2 separate regions of the Triticum aestivum genome follow, and region 2 is linked to region 1. Evidence: chromatin contacts called from public Hi-C data. All regions are on one chromosome and are shown on one strand. Each heading gives the region's core, a stretch centred on a gene start, on an enhancer-like site or on the middle of the called end of the contact. The rest is flanking DNA. Distances are from core to core; before and after follow the strand shown. Region 1 holds the start of LOC123097930 (AT-hook motif nuclear-localized protein 29). Region 2 has its middle 100 kb from the start of LOC123097931.

Region 1 (4,662 bases), core at 1,237-3,736:
TATCCCAAACCAAGCGTGCAACCATAGAAGCATGCATGGCCGTACATAGCTTAAGAAGCTTGGATCATTGTTTCTTCTTACGAAACTGGAGTAGTTAAATGCATTATAAGAGCATCTCCAGCTGCGCCCCCAACAAGGCCTCCTAGGTGATTTTTTGGCCGTCGGCGCCAAAAAATCGGCCTAGTCACGTCCTCAAGGGCCCTTTTATCGCCGGCTCGGGCCGAAATTGGCACCGGCGGACCCAACCCGAACCTGGCGCGCTGGGGGGCGCTCGGGGGCACCGGGCGAATCGTTTTTGGCGCGAAAGCGCCGCGGGCCAGCTGCGTCAACGACACCGCCCGCCTCGTCTTCTCCCGACGCCTCGGTTTCCCGCGGGGAATCAATGGCAAGGCTGCCGCCGTTCACGGGGCGGCGCGCCGACGCCTCCCCTCCATCGGACGCGTACACACGGACGCGGCGCGGCTATATATGGCCTCGCTCGCCTGTGATGAGTGCCACCTCTCCACCTCTCCCGAGCGCCGCCGCCGAGCTCTTCTCCCCCAGCCCTCCCTCTCCCGAGCGCCGCCGCCGATCTCTTCTCCCCCAGCCCTCCCTCTCCCGAGCACCGCCGCCGATCTCTTCTCCCCCAGCCACTCCCTCTCCCGAGCGCCGCCGCCGATCTCTTCTCCCCCAGCCACTCCATCTCCCGAGCGCCGCCGCCGATCTGTTCTCCCCCAGCCACTTCATCTCCCGAGCGCCGCCGCCGATCTCTTCTCCCCAGCCACTCCATCTTCCCGATTAGTTTTTTTATTAGTTTTTATATGTAATTGCGACTACTCGACTTAAATCCGCGAATATAAGCCCAAGTTTGCCGAAATTTGGCGTGTTTTAGCCGAACTTTGCGTAAATTTGGTACACAATTTTTTTTCCCGCGTCTGGGGCCGGCCCTGGGGGCGGCGGCTGGGGGCCAACTCGCCCAGGCCCATTTTTTTCGCCGGGTCACCCCAGACGGTGATTTTAGGCGCCCCCTGGGGGGCCAACGGCTGAAGATGCTCTAAGAATCGATCATTGGAAATTAGGAGGCGAAAACCAATTGATCATTGGAAATTAAGAAGCTAATTGACGAGCAACCATTGTTCGTTGGGTTCTTGATACCTGTAGGAATTTTACATTCCCAAGCTTCAAAGACGGAAGAGGAATGAAAACAAAAAAGGGAAAAAATATACCATACAAGTACCCATGCATGACATAGCACATTAATTAACAAGATAATGGAAGCTAGGCAAACGACTAGGGAAGAAGCAGAAAGCTAAACTAGCTAGGTAGAGGAACCGCGCGCGCGAGGATTCGCCGGTGCAGCGCTAGAATGACGTCGGCGGAGGCCGCGCCACGGCCGCCTGCCCCCACTGCCCGAACATGTCGCTGGGCGGCGTCTGCGGCACGGCGTACATCGGCGGGGGCACGGCGGCGCCCCCGCTGCCCTGCTGCTCCAGCTGCGTGGCGGCGCCCTCCGACCCGGACAGCACAGCGCCCTCCTCGGCGTCTTGATCCAGCGGCAGCCTCTCGTACGTGGCGTTGCCGAACGTGGCCGCGATCACCATGACGGGGCCCGACGCGAGCAGCTCCCCCATCACGCTGCCTCCGACCACCTGCCCCTGCCCGCCCGCGAGGTAGACGGCGAGCCCCGTCGCCCCGGGCGGCGCCGGCGCCGGGAGGAAGGCGCCGGACAGGGAGAGTATTTCGAACCGCCCCCGCAGGGCGACGGCGGCCGCCCCGGTCCCCGCGGGCTGGCGCAGCGTGACGTTGGTGACGGCGCCGCTCCCGCTGAGGACGGAGACGCCGCGCTGCCTGCGGCGGGAGAAGGCCGCGATGGCCTCGACGATGTCGGCCCCGCTGGCGATCTCCAGCACGTGGGAGCGCATCGCGTTGGGGCTCTCCCGCGTCACCACCACGGGCGGCTTGGGCTTGTTCTTGGACCCCGGGGGCCTGCCGCGCGGCCGGCGGCCCGACCCCGAGGACCCCCCGCCGGCCGAGGGCGGCGGCGACGCGTCGTCCTCGTCGTTGTTGCTGCCGGCAGGGACGTGGGCGTAGGCGTGGTTGCCCTGGAGCGGGTGGCCGTCCATGCTCCCCATCTCCTCGGCTTGGGCTTCGGCCGCCGCGCCGGCCGGCCACCAGTCTGCCAGCCCTACAATTTTCGCGGTCGTCGTCGAAGAACGAAGATGGCACAGCCTTAGGCTAGCGCCTCCAATGCAAGCAGCGGCGGCGGCGGCGGCAGTGAGTCTCTGGTTGCTAGCTAGTGGTTGTGTGGTATGGGACGGAACTATGGGCGTTGGCGTTGCTCTCACCGGCTAGGAGGAGTATTTATTTACGGCTCCTTCTAGAATTCGCTTCGCTTCTCTGCTCTCGTCGGCGCGGGCGCGGGGTAGCAGTCGTAGTCGCACTGGCACAATCAAAACCACTCTGCTACGATCAAACGGGAGGCTCATCTCTTGGCTCCCGACTGGGTACCGAGGCAGTATATATGCACGGGCAGATGTAACGGCACTGGTAGTACGTCGCGGTTAGTTAGTGAGCGCGTGGCCCAGTGGGCAGTGGCCACATGCGTACACACGTTAAGCAGTGTTTAGGAGAGGGAGGCATGGCCTTCTGATCGGGTCAGGTGGGCTTTGAAAAAATGTCGTGCAAATGGACGAAAACGGAACAGCTGCGCGCCGAGAGGCCTTTGGAAGCACGGAGCTGTTTAACCACGTGCTCCTTTTGAATGCCATGGACGAAGACCACGGAGTCCATAATGTCGTGCAAATAGTCGATTCCCGCTTTTTAGTTTGGAGGATGTGTTCAACACATATGACTTTACATGCATGTGCTCAATTTGAAAATCACACTTCTCTTGTGAAAATACCAAACGTCATATATTAGAATCGACTAGTCCTTATAAGACCGGTAATTCAAGTATGAGCACGGGCTCATCTACACCCGATGAACAATAATTTCATATAAAATAGTAACAAAATTCAAAAAATTCAGAATTTTTTAGGTATCGACTGTGATCGAGTGTGCAAGGAGGGTGCAAATTTTCGTGATGTTTGGGCATTCGAGGATCTATAGGCAAGAAAGACAAAATTGAGCCCAAACAATGTACTTATTCAAAGTTTCTTTCACAACCAATTTTTGTCTTTTTTGCCACGACCGCATCGAATGTTCAAACGTCACAAAATTTTGCATGCACATCACACGTTCAAGCATGTTGGATGCCAACAAATTTCAGTTTTTTTTGGATTTTATTGCTATTTTAAACAATTACTGTTCACGCCCATGTGCATATGCATATGGGCACTGAATCGCTTCCTTATCAGACCGTCATTACAGAAACTAAAAATTACATGCCAATCCTCGAAGAAATCAACGCCGTCTTCCTCCTGCACTAACAGGCAGCACGCGGCCACCTTCACGTCTGGACATCCGAAATACAATCGAATGTCCGAATGTCGCCAGACGGAGAAGGAGCCACATGATCAATACAAGAAATGACACCGTCCACTCCACCAGAAGACACCCTCAAAGGCCACCTACATAATATGGCTCAACCAGATCCACCACTCTTGAAGAACAACAACCAGAAAATTCCCCTCCCACCCTCTACGACACCGATGAGACCGCGTCGGCTAGATGCACCAGGAGTCGGGAACCTTATCCTTGAACCGCATGATGCCACCATCACCACCACAACATTGGTGTTGGGGAACGAAATTCCAATCCTAAGAAATCCAACTATAGTGCCGCAGCGCAAATCCGAGGCCCCACTCTCTCCTGTTGACATAGCAAAATGCGGAGGAGGAGGGGATCCATGACCTCGTTGGCAGGAGCGGTGGCGTTGTGGTGCATAGGGTTTCAAGAGTGGGAGACGGCTTAACAACACCTCTGGCTAGGTTACCGAAGTCAGGTTACAAATCACATCTGACAATATTTTGAACCCAAAATATATAGGCGCTCAATTTATTTCGCATTGTGTACATATACCAAATTGCACACTTTCTTTCTAACTTTTAAATTCGACTATAACTTTTTGAATATAACCAGGTGAAAAATGGACCGGGATCCATCTATCCGACCTTGAAATGTTTAACTCGGTAAGGGGTTGCGTCAGGGTGACCCTCTTTCCCCTTTGCTCATTGTCATTGCCATTGACCACTTGCAGCAACTGCTTGCCAAAGCTGTTGGGTTCTACGCTAGGGTGCATAGACTGCAAATTAAAAAATTTCCTACGCGCATATCAACCAGAAACAACGGGAGATGGATCACAGATCGTTACCACCAGACGCGCAGTGCCGTGTAGCGGAAGTAGAGTTGGGGCAGCGCGTCCGCGGGGTTCGTGTCCTCCTCGCCCAATCTCACTCGAACAATCGATCGTTGAATCCCACATACTGGTTCATCGGAGCGGCGCAAGTGCACCGCCTCTAACGGTATGCGCGCGTGCAGGAGGAACACCGTGCGACGGACTGCTAGGTCCGATCACACAGGCGACAGCGAGTGAAGGTGGCTATTCGCAACACATGCAAAACCTAGTGACGGTGCCGAAGTGATCAACTGAATGAGTGTGCCGCACCTCCACTACATATAGGCATCCGTCATGGGCTCAACACTTGGTCCTCGCACGGATCCTCAAGCCCAAAGCCTGTTCGG
Region 2 (4,662 bases), core at 1,212-3,711, 210 kb after region 1:
TGGCTCTCTGGTCAAAAGCCGAGGGATATCTCTCCGGGCATCTTCGCCATCTCTAAATGCACAAATTGTTGTGTCGCTAAGGCAATGATTAATAATGACTGGATTCGTCACATCAACATGGAAGGGGGGCTCTCGGTTAAGCTTATTAGGCAATTCTTTGACCTTTGGTGCAAGACCCAAGAGATCCACCTTGGTCCGAGCATTGAGGATACCATTCAATGGAAATTCACCGAAGATGATTGCTACTCCACTGCCACTGCTTACACGATGTAGTTTACGGTTTGATTAACTCCGAGATGCCGAGAATGGTCTGGAAGATTTGGGCACCTCCCAAGATTAAATTCTTCTCTTGGCTTGTCCTTCAACATAGGATATGGACTTCTCACAGATTACAACGCGGAGGATGGCCAAATTGCGGCCTTTGTCAGCTATGCAAAAGGGGACCGGAATCTATGTCCCATCTGATGTTCAAATGCCATTATTCCAACAGTCTGGAACATGATTTATGATTGGCTAGGTATGCAGTCTACAATGCCCTCATGGACCGATCTACTGACAGTTAAACAATGGTGATCCGCCAGCGTGGGACGACCTTGCTACCCTCGAAAGGCGGCCAACTCCCTACAAATGCTCATCAATTGGGAGATTTGGAATGAGAGAAATGTTAGGGTCTTCTGTAACAAGGAATCTCTGCCCACGAGAGTGGTAGCGATAATAAAGGAGGAGGCCAAGATGTGGGTGTTAGCGAGAGCTAGTTTTTTGGGCAATTTAATTCCGGGAGAGTGATCCCGTTTGTTTGGGACTTGTGTAGTCCTGTAACCTTGAAACCTTGTCTTACTTCTTATTATTTAATGAGATGAGGCAAAGCTTTTGCCTCCATTTCAAAAATAATAATTTGAGGAGGCGTTGTAGGTGTTGGAGAGGAGACACCAGGGACGCCGGAGCCGCGCCGTCGGTGGTGGTGCGGGTGCAACTGAAATAAGAGGGAGCCGCGCAAGGTAAGGTTGATTCGGCGGCGCGGGTGGTGGGCATGATGGTGCAGCCGCCAGAAGCGATATTGTGCCTACCCTTGTCCTCTGAGAACGACGACAAAACGGGAGGCGGCGGCGGCGTTGTCCAACACTAGGGAGGAAGAATGGGGAACGGGAAGGGAGATCGAGTTCACGCCTCTTTTTTTTAGTAACAGAGACAGTACCTTTTTTAGCGAAACAGAGAGAGAGCACATATTGTCTGTGCGTGTGTCGGTCAAGTCCTTTTGCTTGGGCCAAGCCCAAAAATAGTGCAGAAAACAAATACAAATGTAATTTAATTTTCAAAAAAAATATCACCAAAAATTGATACTTCCTCCATTTACTTATATAAGGCCACTATAAAATATACATTTTGCATCTATACCAGGCCACCAACAGTAATTAAGGTAAAAATTAATGATATTTCTTGTACTAGTAACTTGTTTAATGCTTGCATGCATACAATCATAATGACACTTAGCTACTTCATCCACTCAGTTTTCTTGCATGCATGCAGCGTATTAATGATCCGAGTAGACAAGAAGAAAAGTTGACTTGCAAAACATGTATTAAATTTTATCTTTTACTTGTAATCGGAGTTTGAGGCCTTGTATATAAAAATGGAGGGAGTACTACTTTAAAAAATGTTTTGAAAAAATACAAAAAAAATCAGTTTTTTTTTTAAAAAGTGTTTTTTGAACAAGAAAAAATATAATCGATTGAAAGGCTATTCCATTCACAACTACTTTTTCATTAGATGAAAGTACAGAGCTAAATTAAGTCCCGGCAAACGATGTTAGGGTAGCTTCTTCACGTCCAAATTTTATGGTCCAAAATGCTATGCTCCGTGTAACCTTATTTCTAACGTTAGCCAGAACTGAATATTCAAAATGTTATGCCTAGTATAACCTTATTTTTAACGTTAGCCAAAATTGGATATAAGAAGTGTTGTGTAACGCCACATAGAGTATGCTTAATTTTTTCGCCTGTTGCACCCCATGGACATTTGTACTAGTATTATATAAGGAGCGAAATAAAATGTAGTCAAGCCAATGAAAATGGGTTGTTTTAGGCACAATTCGTGGAAGGTGCGGATCCATGCCTCCATCTACCCATGCTCTTTCTGAACGAGTGTTGTGGGCAAGCAAAACTTGCACTTTAGAAGCAGCTAGTTTCTCCGAACGCTTATACTAGCTGCAACAACTTACAAGTATGTCTTCTAGTGTTTTGTTTTGTTTGAATATACAGGACCATATTATTATCTTGGTTATTTTCCTGTGGCATTTAATCAGGAACAGTTCCACAAAGCTCGCTTTCCGGCAAGAGGATAAGCCCCGAAATAATGTTATAAGATAGGGACTGCGTCGCTGGGGACACGCACAGAGTAGTGCCTGCTGCCATACGTGCATGTTTGCCTTGACGTTATTATTATTAGGTTTTGCGAGCTACACCTGTTCTTGTCGTTCATCGTTTTTAAAGACCAGCTCAGGAGTTGCACACTGACCGATAATCCTGCTCTCTCTCCACTTCAGCCATCCATTCGGCCAAGTAATTCACCTCGTTTGAATATACATAATCAGTCAGCTTAATTAAATTGAACACATGGATAGCCAGCCTTCTAGAGAGTTGCTGTCGCATATATGTACTACTAGCACGGACACTGACGCTGCTGCTTTTACCACAAATGAACAAGCACTACATTTCCGAGCAGAGGCAGCAGCGAGGTCGCTGCAGGCGGCCAGCGACCGATCGAGCGCCGTGAGACCCTACCGTCTAGGGTTGGTATGGTAGTAGGGCCGCTAGGTTTCGTGTTGGTGTCGCACGTACATGGCATGGCCAAACTCCGACGGTTGGAGCGTTGCGATCGGCGACAGCGACGGCAGCGAGGCGACCTGTGTGGCCGCAGTCGGAAATAATGGCCCCGCACACGCCCAAGTGCATTGCATTGCATGCACCCCCCCTTCCCCCATGATCCCCATCCTGACGCTTCCTTTAGAAATCGGCACCCATTGACGTGACGTCTCGACATTGACTCGCTTCTCCGTAATCAAGGGTTTGATTTTGGAGGGTGAGAAAGAATCGCGCGCGCACAACTACTCATACAAGTCGACATCGTCCACGAGCCCTGGGGCCGGGGCCGCTCTTGTTTTCTTAACCACCAGCTAAGCTAGAAATGATGGATCCGTGTGATGGGGCGGTGTAACGTGTAGTGCTCCATTAGAGCACGAGCAGATCAGTGTTGTATTCCGACGGCATTATAAAGAGAGACCAAGAACAAACAAGACAGAGAGACCAAGGAAAATATTAAGGCACCAAATACAAATAAGGTACCGGGACAGCCTAACATCGGCGAGTGGCTACAATATGGAGATGGCGTTTTTACAGGTGTCTCTTTCCCTTGCCATTGATTCAATGTAATTAACCTTCGGCGGATTGGGAACACTCAAAGGAAAAAGATGACAAGTATGATTTTTGATGTAATTTTACTTTTTGTTGCCCTTTCTTGTTGGTTTCAATTTGCCAAAATAAATAAATAGCAGTGGCCCAACATGTATTTATTTTATTTGCCTTGAGTGTCCCAAGATATCATATCAGTGCAATGAGAAGAAACATACTCACATAATGTGACGAAATAAGGACCATTTTATTTGGTGGAGCTTTAGTTTTATCCATAATATAAACTTCAAAACCAAGCAAATTTGATCATTAAGGCCTTGTTCGGTTGCGTGTGGATCCGAGTGGATTGAAGGGGTTTGAGGGAGATTTAAACCTTTTATTAGTCAAAATATGAACCAATCCTTGCCAATCCCCTCCAATCCTCTTGGGGAGAGGATTAACCGAACAAGGCCTAAGGGGGGAGGGAGGTTGGTGGGGTGGGTGGGCCGGGGTGAAATTAGAATAAAAGTGCGAAAACCAAGAAGGAAAGGAAATTTTGTTTGGAAAATGAATTCCTCGTTTGTAAAACATTCATGTTATTCTGGAAGTTAAATTACAAAGTTTAGAAGAAAAAAACAATGATATGTGAGTTTTCAAAACCACTGTCACGTCGCCGGTCATACAATTTTGGCTTGAGAGGGGGGGGGGTGGTCTACACGGTATAAAAAGTTAAATGTTAATTAGTTTGATTGAAAGTTTAAAGATGAAAAATGAACTTAGTTTTTTGAGAAACGTGGTACACACACACACACATCCTATCCGTCTGAGCACCTCCGAGAGATTAACTCGTTAGATATGAAAAGTCTGAAATAAATCCAAACCCCTATGAGCACTTCTCAGATAGGACGTGCTACTCCCATAGGAGTTGATGAATTTTCCCAAAGAGGAAGAGTGATGTAGCATAGCAGTAGAAAATATTTCCCTCGGTTAAGAACCAAGATTTAATCGAACCAGTAAGAGTCTACAAGCTAACAAGATAAGCAGGACCTGCACACAAACAAAATAAATGCTTGCACCCAAATTGGCAAGGGGGTTGTCAATCCCTCGTCTTCCTAGTTGCAAGGTTGAAAGTAAATAGTGGTAGATAGTGTGGCAAAGCGGCAAAATAACAAAAGTAAATAAAAGAGCAAATTGAGTAACACAAGTATTGATAGAGAATGGACCCGGGGGCCATAGGTTCACTAGTGGCATCTCTCTTGAAAGCAGGTAATGGCAT

Evidence for each region. Hi-C and Micro-C count contacts between places; a contact is called where the count stands out from the background.
Region 2: a Hi-C map of leaf shows a contact between it and region 1, with 3 times the contacts expected there. The contact joins the enhancer-like site here to the promoter of LOC123097930 in region 1. A contact is called at or near these places in 3 of 5 Hi-C or Micro-C datasets (all in leaf).

What each region holds. Positions count from the first base shown.
Region 1 is chr4D:362,143,929-362,148,590 of IWGSC CS RefSeq v2.1, forward strand. LOC123097930 (AT-hook motif nuclear-localized protein 29) reads right to left here and starts at 2,487. Exons shown (of 1, transcript XM_044519777.1): 1 at 1,080-2,487. The coding sequence starts at 2,111. The coding sequence ends at 1,341.
Region 2 is chr4D:362,355,615-362,360,276 of IWGSC CS RefSeq v2.1, forward strand. No RefSeq gene overlaps it. Among protein-coding and RNA genes, the nearest start is that of LOC123097931, 100 kb to the right of the region's middle. Within about 2 kb of position 2,462, at least 2 of the 8 cell types and tissues checked have an H3K27ac peak or open chromatin away from gene starts, as enhancers often do. A contact at or near this core is called in leaf, where this site is marked.